Linked DNA regions of Mus musculus: region 1 is linked to region 2. The links are chromatin contacts, called in public Hi-C maps. All regions are on one chromosome and are shown on one strand. The core of a region is the stretch at or near the end of the contact, and the rest is flanking DNA. Distances in the headings are between cores, read along the strand shown. Region 1 overlaps 4932412D23Rik (RIKEN cDNA 4932412D23 gene). Region 2 has its middle 44 kb from the start of Gm29960.

What was found. Hi-C and Micro-C count contacts between places; a contact is called where the count stands out from the background.
Region 1: a contact with region 2 is called in a Hi-C map of the N1E-115 cell line, with 5 times the contacts expected there. The contact joins two enhancer-like sites. A contact is called at or near these places in 3 of 484 Hi-C or Micro-C datasets (the N1E-115 cell line, cerebral cortex and cortical neurons) and 3 of 115 datasets of contacts at active chromatin or transcription factors (embryonic stem cells, extraembryonic endoderm stem cells and trophoblast stem cells).

The regions. Positions count from the first base shown.
Region 1 is chr16:42,780,752-42,784,265 of GRCm38.p6, forward strand. The region is part of intron 1 of 4932412D23Rik (RIKEN cDNA 4932412D23 gene); the gene reads right to left. Among named protein-coding and RNA genes, the nearest start is that of 4932412D23Rik, 93 kb to the right of the region's middle. Within about 2 kb of position 1,635, at least 134 of the 459 cell types and tissues checked have an H3K27ac peak or open chromatin away from gene starts, as enhancers often do. A contact at or near this core is called in the N1E-115 cell line, where this site is marked.
Region 2 is chr16:42,606,354-42,609,932 of GRCm38.p6, forward strand. No RefSeq gene overlaps it. Among named protein-coding and RNA genes, the nearest start is that of Gm29960, 44 kb to the right of the region's middle. Within about 2 kb of position 2,013, at least 9 of the 459 cell types and tissues checked have an H3K27ac peak or open chromatin away from gene starts, as enhancers often do. A contact at or near this core is called in the N1E-115 cell line, where this site is marked.

The DNA.
Region 1 (3,514 bases), core at 385-2,884, 170 kb after region 2:
TCTAGCCCAGGGGGCTGGATTGCTCCCCCCTATATGATCCAGCCATTTTGGTTACCCACACTTTTTGTATCTTTGCCCTATAGGTTGCTGCAACTGGTTCCCTCTCTCTCCTCTCCCTTCTCCTCCCTCCCATACTCCGATGGCTCAGGGTCATGTCCACTCGGGATTCTCCCAGATGTCTCTGAGTCTGGCTAAGCTCCCCCTTTCATCTACAATGACATCCCTCCTCCCCCATATCGAGGAGCAGTTCTGTCTTTTCCTTTTTATTTCTTTTTTTTTTTTTTTTTTCTAAAAAGGAAAGTCTAAAGCATCACTTGATGAACACATTTGAAATCACTGTTTGGTTTAAGTAGAAGTGGTTTCCAAACCCTGATGCTTAATTTCAAAAGAAATGAAAATATTTTTTGTCTTATTTCTCAAATGAGCTTGAAATTTTATATATTGTAGCGTTTACGTGACTAGTGCTGAAAGAGTTAAAAGTCGGAGGTTTTTTTTTTATCGCCCTCTGTGAAGTCCCTGGATAGGATCTACTTCTGACCTCAGCTGTGGCATGTGACAAGTGCTTTGTAGCTTCACATCACAGCTGCATGAGGTCACTGGCAATCCTTTCAGGAGCTGATCCCGCAGCCTCATTTCCTTGACAGAGTAAAGCATTTTACTAGATCTAAGATTAGGCGTATTTGTAACTGGTACGCAAATTATCAGTTATTATTTGGTATTCACGTTACTGCCATGGTTTCTGTGATTCATCCAATGCAGTCTGTGTAAAAAGCAATGACCTCATTCTTTGCTGGATCTAAAATCAGTCATGGTCACTAAAGCCCCTTGTTCTACACAAAAGAAAGAAATCAGATGACCTTTGCTCTGACCCTTGACTTGATATTTACAAAAGCTAATTATGGGGAGGGCCAACTCTCTTTTATCATTCAAGGACATTTGGCTAAGGTCTACTCCTTAAATAAAAAACAAAATGTCATTCAGAGGGCTATTTAAGGCTGTATACAGTATAAGGAAATCTACTCTGATGTTAATTTGGCGTTTTTGGCCATCAACATTGATTTTCTCAAAGTCAATCACGTAAAACATGGGAGGGGTTATATGTCTCTCATTAAAATCAAAGTGGCTCACTAACAAAAGGGAGTTGGTTATCTGGAGGTCTGGCAGTTGGAGGTCAGAGAGACACGTGGTCTGATAGCTTCAGCTAAACCTCTCTCAGTTTTCACTACCACGCCCCTGCCCCTGCTTCTGCTGGAAAAGAACTACCAGGCACTATGCATTGCTTTAACTCTAAGGGCTCTAAGGGTTACTTGGTTGATAAGGAGACCACCCCTAAAACAGAAGGCAGCCACTAATCCCCAGTGGGATTATTTAGTTACCTTTATTATAATAACAATGCTTACAAATACAGGTTTAAGGTAAACAAACATTCAGAAGAAAGAAAAAGAAAGAAAGCATCAGATAGTTAGAACAATGGGAGACACACAGTCCTTTTTTTCCCGGGGCTTCCCCTTGGCTGGCCTTTTCTTTGGGGAAAAGTAGAAGTCTGAATTCTTTTGTTCATTTCAGCCACCGCCCTTTTGCAATCTGAGTCTGAGCAAGGCTGCCACGCCCAGGAAAGGGACAAAGGCAGAGAAAGGGGATCTCTGGGCACTGACACAGCTCCACTTACTTAAACAGGACTCATTTGTTGGTCTCAGTAACATAGCTGTACACATCAGTTACCATCTCTATAAACAAACAATTAAAACAGGGGCATAAAATATATGCATGCTCTGAAATTCTATCTGATTAAAGTATTCTTTTCCTAGAAAGACAGGCAGCCAGAGTTCTACTCGTTTCAGAAAAAGGATGAATGCTGCCCCCTCTTGACTAAGTGCTGGATACGCTGAACAGCCATAAACTCTAATGGCTAGCCAGTGGGAATAAAGATCCTACTTTTGTACAGAGAATTTTAATGAAATCTTAGAAGCTGGAAGGTTAGAGGAAGCTCAAAGTTTATCTCAATGGGACTTTTATAGGTTTCTGGGAGATGGGTCATGCTTTATCGATGCGCCTGCATCTTCTCAGCTGTTTCTGTTTTGTAGATTCTTAATTTTGCCTGGAATAATCATTTGAGTTTAGTGCTCTGTTTCCCCGATAAGACTGATAGACTCCTTGAGAATATGAGCCACTGCCACCCCTCCTCCTCCTCCTCCTCCTCCTCCTCCTCCTCCTTTACTTGCCTTCATAACTATCAGAATACCTTCAAAGATTCATGCATAGTGGGTATTCAACAATACATAAGCAATCTCTAGCTGGCGTCACTATAGTTTATGGCTATGAACAATTGGTTCTCTCTGAACTCATAAATTCAGCTTGGGTTTCAAGTCAAGAAATTTTGTTTTGTTTTGTTTTATGTTTTGTTTTGTTTTTGTTTTTTGTTTTGGTTCTCGAGACAGGGTTTCTCTGTGTAGCCTTGGCTGTCCTGGAACTCACTTTGTAGACCAGGCTGGGATTAATGAGATGAGATTAACTCAGAAATCTGCCTGCCGCTGCCTCCCAAGTGCTGGGATTAAAGGCGTGAGCCAATGTCAAGAAATTCAAATAAGTGCTGTCATTCCTTAATCTTAGAATCATTTAAACTTGGAAGCATACTCGGTTTGCTTATAGGCACCAAGCACTAAAATACATGTTATAGACAAAAAAATACTTTTAAAAATAAAAATTAGGCCAGGCGTGGTGGCGCACGCCTTTAATCCCAGCACTCAGGAGGCAGAGGCAGGCGGATTTCTGAGTTCGAGGCCAGCCTGGTCTACAAAGTGAGCTCCAGGACAGCCAGGGCTATACAGAGAAACCCTGTCTTGAAAAACCAAAATAAATAAATAAAATAAATAAATAAATAAATAAATAAATAAAAATTAAAAAGTACAGGAAAAAAAAACCCTAGTCATGTTACACACAGGTGTAATGTTGAATGTAAGAAAACTGACTTAAGACAAAAAACAAACCACACACACACACACACACACACACACACACACACACACACACACCTGCATGCTGCATGCTCCCTTGCTCTAGAGCCTCCAAACAGTGAAGTAACACACACACAGTGCTAGGAGCCTCTTTGGAAGAGCACTGGCTAGAAGGGAGCACACAAATTGCTTCTAGAATGTTACTAACATTTTTGATATTATTACTATTGAATCAGAGGCACAGCCGCATCCACTATGAGGCATCTCATTAAGCTCTATGCTTATGATATGTGCACTTGTGTACATTATGCTTCATTAAAAACACTTACATGATATTTTTCTCAGACCCCAAGAAACAGATTTGCATATTAGCTAAGACACATTCTCTCCATTGTAGGTACCTCTGCTTTAATTAATGAAGCTAATCAAACTCTCTTAGCTATCGATCAGACAGCAAGACATCTTCAATATGTGGAAATTTTCTAGCAGGATATCTGTACATCGGTTTCCAGTTTCTATGGCAACTACCAGGCAACTACTCTCCTTGAAAAAGAACATGT
Region 2 (3,579 bases), core at 763-3,262:
TGTGAGCAAAATCAATAGTAATACAAAGAAATCAACATAGCCTGATATTTCTAGCCAGGATGGTCTTCTTCAGTGTAAAGGGATGTGTTCCCCTTAGAAACATCAGCCTACTCCACTCAATAATATCTTGTTTGTTTTCTATGTCTAAATTATTGGATTACCTACTGATTACCAGATGTGGCTAATTATTCTGCACATATTTTCAAATCCTTTTAAAGAGTAGCTTTAAAAGTTGCTCTTCTCATGGCTCTCTTAACAAAGACCTCCTGCAGCTGAGGCAAATGATAGAGCATCTGCCCATCACCGACCCGCAATTTAACCAGAAGAGTTACTTAGGGGAGCAGTTATATAACTGAGTTGCAGGGTAAAATTCAGGGAAGATACGGGATGTAGCATCATAAGAGAAGGAGGAAGCCCACAGCTCCTAGAGCACATCAAATTGATGCCTTCAGTTTGAATATGTTTTCAAATTGAATATATCCCATTTAACAGTAATGAGATTCAGTTGAAGGTTAGCACTATTATCCTATTTCTGGACAGAACTGCCTTGGGAAGATGGCAAGTATTACCCTTGCACAAAGCTTTGTTTCTTTCTTGGGATAAGACTACCTTGGCCAAAAAAGCAGCGTATGAATATTAAAAACAAAAACAAAAAAACAACAGTGTAATGTAGTCCTTCCATCATTCCTTCCTTCTCCAGGAAGGACTGTTCTGTGTTTTCACTTGCCAAGTGAAAAGAAACTGGACAATTTCAGCTTCTTCTATAAGCTCTCCTCATCTTCAATGAACAAAATAGTTATGTTTCAAAAATCACACACAAAGAGTTTGCCCTGCCTCTCCCATTAAGCACTCATCTTCCAAGTTCCTATACTTTTGAATATCCTGGGGGAAAAATGGAAATTCCTAAGCTAGACTGGGAAACTAAAAGATGTTGTGCTCACTGAGACACTGCCCACATTAACAAGACAGTTGGCAATCACCTTGCATCTTGTTCAAAGCCTGGTATCTCTCCAGGCCTCCAGCCTGTCCCCTCCAGCTTGCTCTCTGATCAGTGAGATCCTCTGTGTCTTTGTGGAAAGGTCATGAAGTCCTAACAGCTGCAAAACATATCGAAGGCGGATTAACTAGCTTGATTTCCTCCTACTCCGTGAAACACATGCCTCAGAATGAGAATCTCAGATCGGTGCCTCAGACTGTCATCCTAGACAAGCAGAAATGCAGACACCTCTGTAACCTCTCTTGGCTGTCAATATCATTGTCTCAAAGCCTCTGGGGAGAATAAATAAACAATGTCAAAGTGGTCAACATTCCCAAATGGAAATATTTCATCTTGGGCATAATTCTAAAGACAATTGCAAAGACTGCAATCTATTTCATGGCACAGTGTCTCTTAATAGTTAGAGTACAACTGAGAAACACATAGAAAGAGATGGAAGCAGACCAGAAAGCAGTAGTGGAGCTTACTGATGAAGGGGTTTGCAACCCCATAGGAGGAACAACAATATGAACCAACCAGTACCCCCCAGAGTTCACTGGGACTAAATCACCAACCAAAGAGTACACATGGAGGGCCCCATGGCTCCAGCCGCATATGTAGCAGATGCTTTGTCAAACATCAATGTTAGGAGAGGCCCTTGGTCCTGTGAAGGCTCTGTGCCCCAGTCTAGGAGAATGCCAGGACAGGGAAGCAAGAGTGGATGGGTTGGGGAGTAGGGCGATGGGAGAAGGGATAGAGGGTTTTCTGAGGGGAAATGAGGAAACATTGAAATGTAAATAAAGAAAAATTTAATAAATTGAGACAGAGAGAATGAGAGAGACAGAGAGACAGAGACAGAGAGAGAGAGAGAGACAGAGAGAGAGAGAGAGAGAGAGAGAGAGAGAGAGAGAGAGAGCCTGTAACATAAGCCATAAGCTGGCTCCCAGTCATTTGGACAAGTTCACGAGCAAGGTTGACTCTGGCATTTGATGCACAGTGTAGACAAGAGGCATTTTGGAGCTTCCGAGTGTTTGTGTGTGCCTAAATAGAAACACGGATCACTAGTGCAAGCAAGAACTTCCTCCACAGAATGAAACTGCAAATAACCCAGCCCCCCCCCCCGGCTGCCAAGAAAAGCTTATTTTAGAAAGACTAAGTCGGAACAGGCTGCCTGGCCAGTCCAGGAGAAACACAAGGTGCTCTTCCCACACACCGGGCACACATTAACATGTCTACTCAGTTTCTCAACTGTGAACAGCTGCAAACAGACAATAGTGGGAAACTGTCAGAGAGAAGGGAGAGAAGTACCAAGAAAGTCTGCTAATTAAGCAAAAGATGGAGGAAGATGATTTCTCTATAGAGAAATGCAACTCTTGGACAGAAGAAATGGTTTCATAATGTAGTTCTGAAAAAAAAAATGACTCAAGGAAAAGAAACCATAGCAAAAAAAAAAAAAAAAAAAAAAAAAAAAAAAAGACAAACAAAAAAAAGTAATATTGTCATTACAAAGTTTCCCAAGCAATGATTGAACACTTTCTGAATACAGTGCTGAAACTGCAAGGCAAGTAGGACTGTAGCCGGACAGCTCCTATCCTTGACAACAGGCATTTAGTTCATGAGGACAAACTACTTATACCAATTGCTGTGCAAAATCTCAACCTGTAGTCACTTCAAAAATGGAATGCGTGGGGTTCAGAACTATCGCCTCGCACAGCACACAGCTAGGTTACTTACAAGATGACAACATAAGGTGATTTTGGAATGAAAGTGATGGAGCTTTACAGGTAGAAAGAACCTATTGTCTGGATTGTCTGATTGCCTGCTTTCGCTTTCTATTCCCTAAAATCCATCAGCTCAAGAAACCGCTCTTGAATGGCACAATGTGTCACTGACTCAGCAGGGAGTGGAGAGAGTCCCTGTCTCAGGTAACAATAGAGGAATATTCATGGATGGAAGTTTAGAAACAGCCAAACAAGCCCAGATATAAAGGCCAATTCAAAGCAAGAGGAGTTCTCAGAACTCTGAGGACATGAGAAAAAAAATGTTGCTTATGGGAATGAGAGTATCAATATGGAATTAAAACTCGAGTACATTGAGAAATGGAGATTGCAAATAATAAACGTGCAACAGCAGTCCCATGTTAAAGAAACAGCTGAGATACAAACAATAGATAAGTTTGCCATAAGGCAGAGAAATAGAAACTTGCAAAGAGTTCAAAGTTAGCCAATGACTTAACCGCCATCCAGTGTGGACACTTCCTTCATAGAAGCTCTCACATAGACAGTGTAAAGGTGGGCCCTGTGAGTTCATCCATATCCATGCATCTCTCATTAACACAGTTTTGGGTTGGGCCAGGTGCAGCACGTTTCTACAGATAAAAATCTCAGCAAAAGGCACGGCCAGTTCACAGAAGACAGCCAGCCACTGCTATGCACCCTCTCCCTGGCCAAGATCATGGGTTCCTTCTCTGGGAGTGTCATCTTAGGGCCACTGTTTCTGAGTAGACCAGGGTGACTTGAGATAAAGGAACCATGGCAACCATGGGAAATATTCTGACGTGCAGAGACTAAGACTCACACTTTTGAGGACTGAGTCCCTTCTTT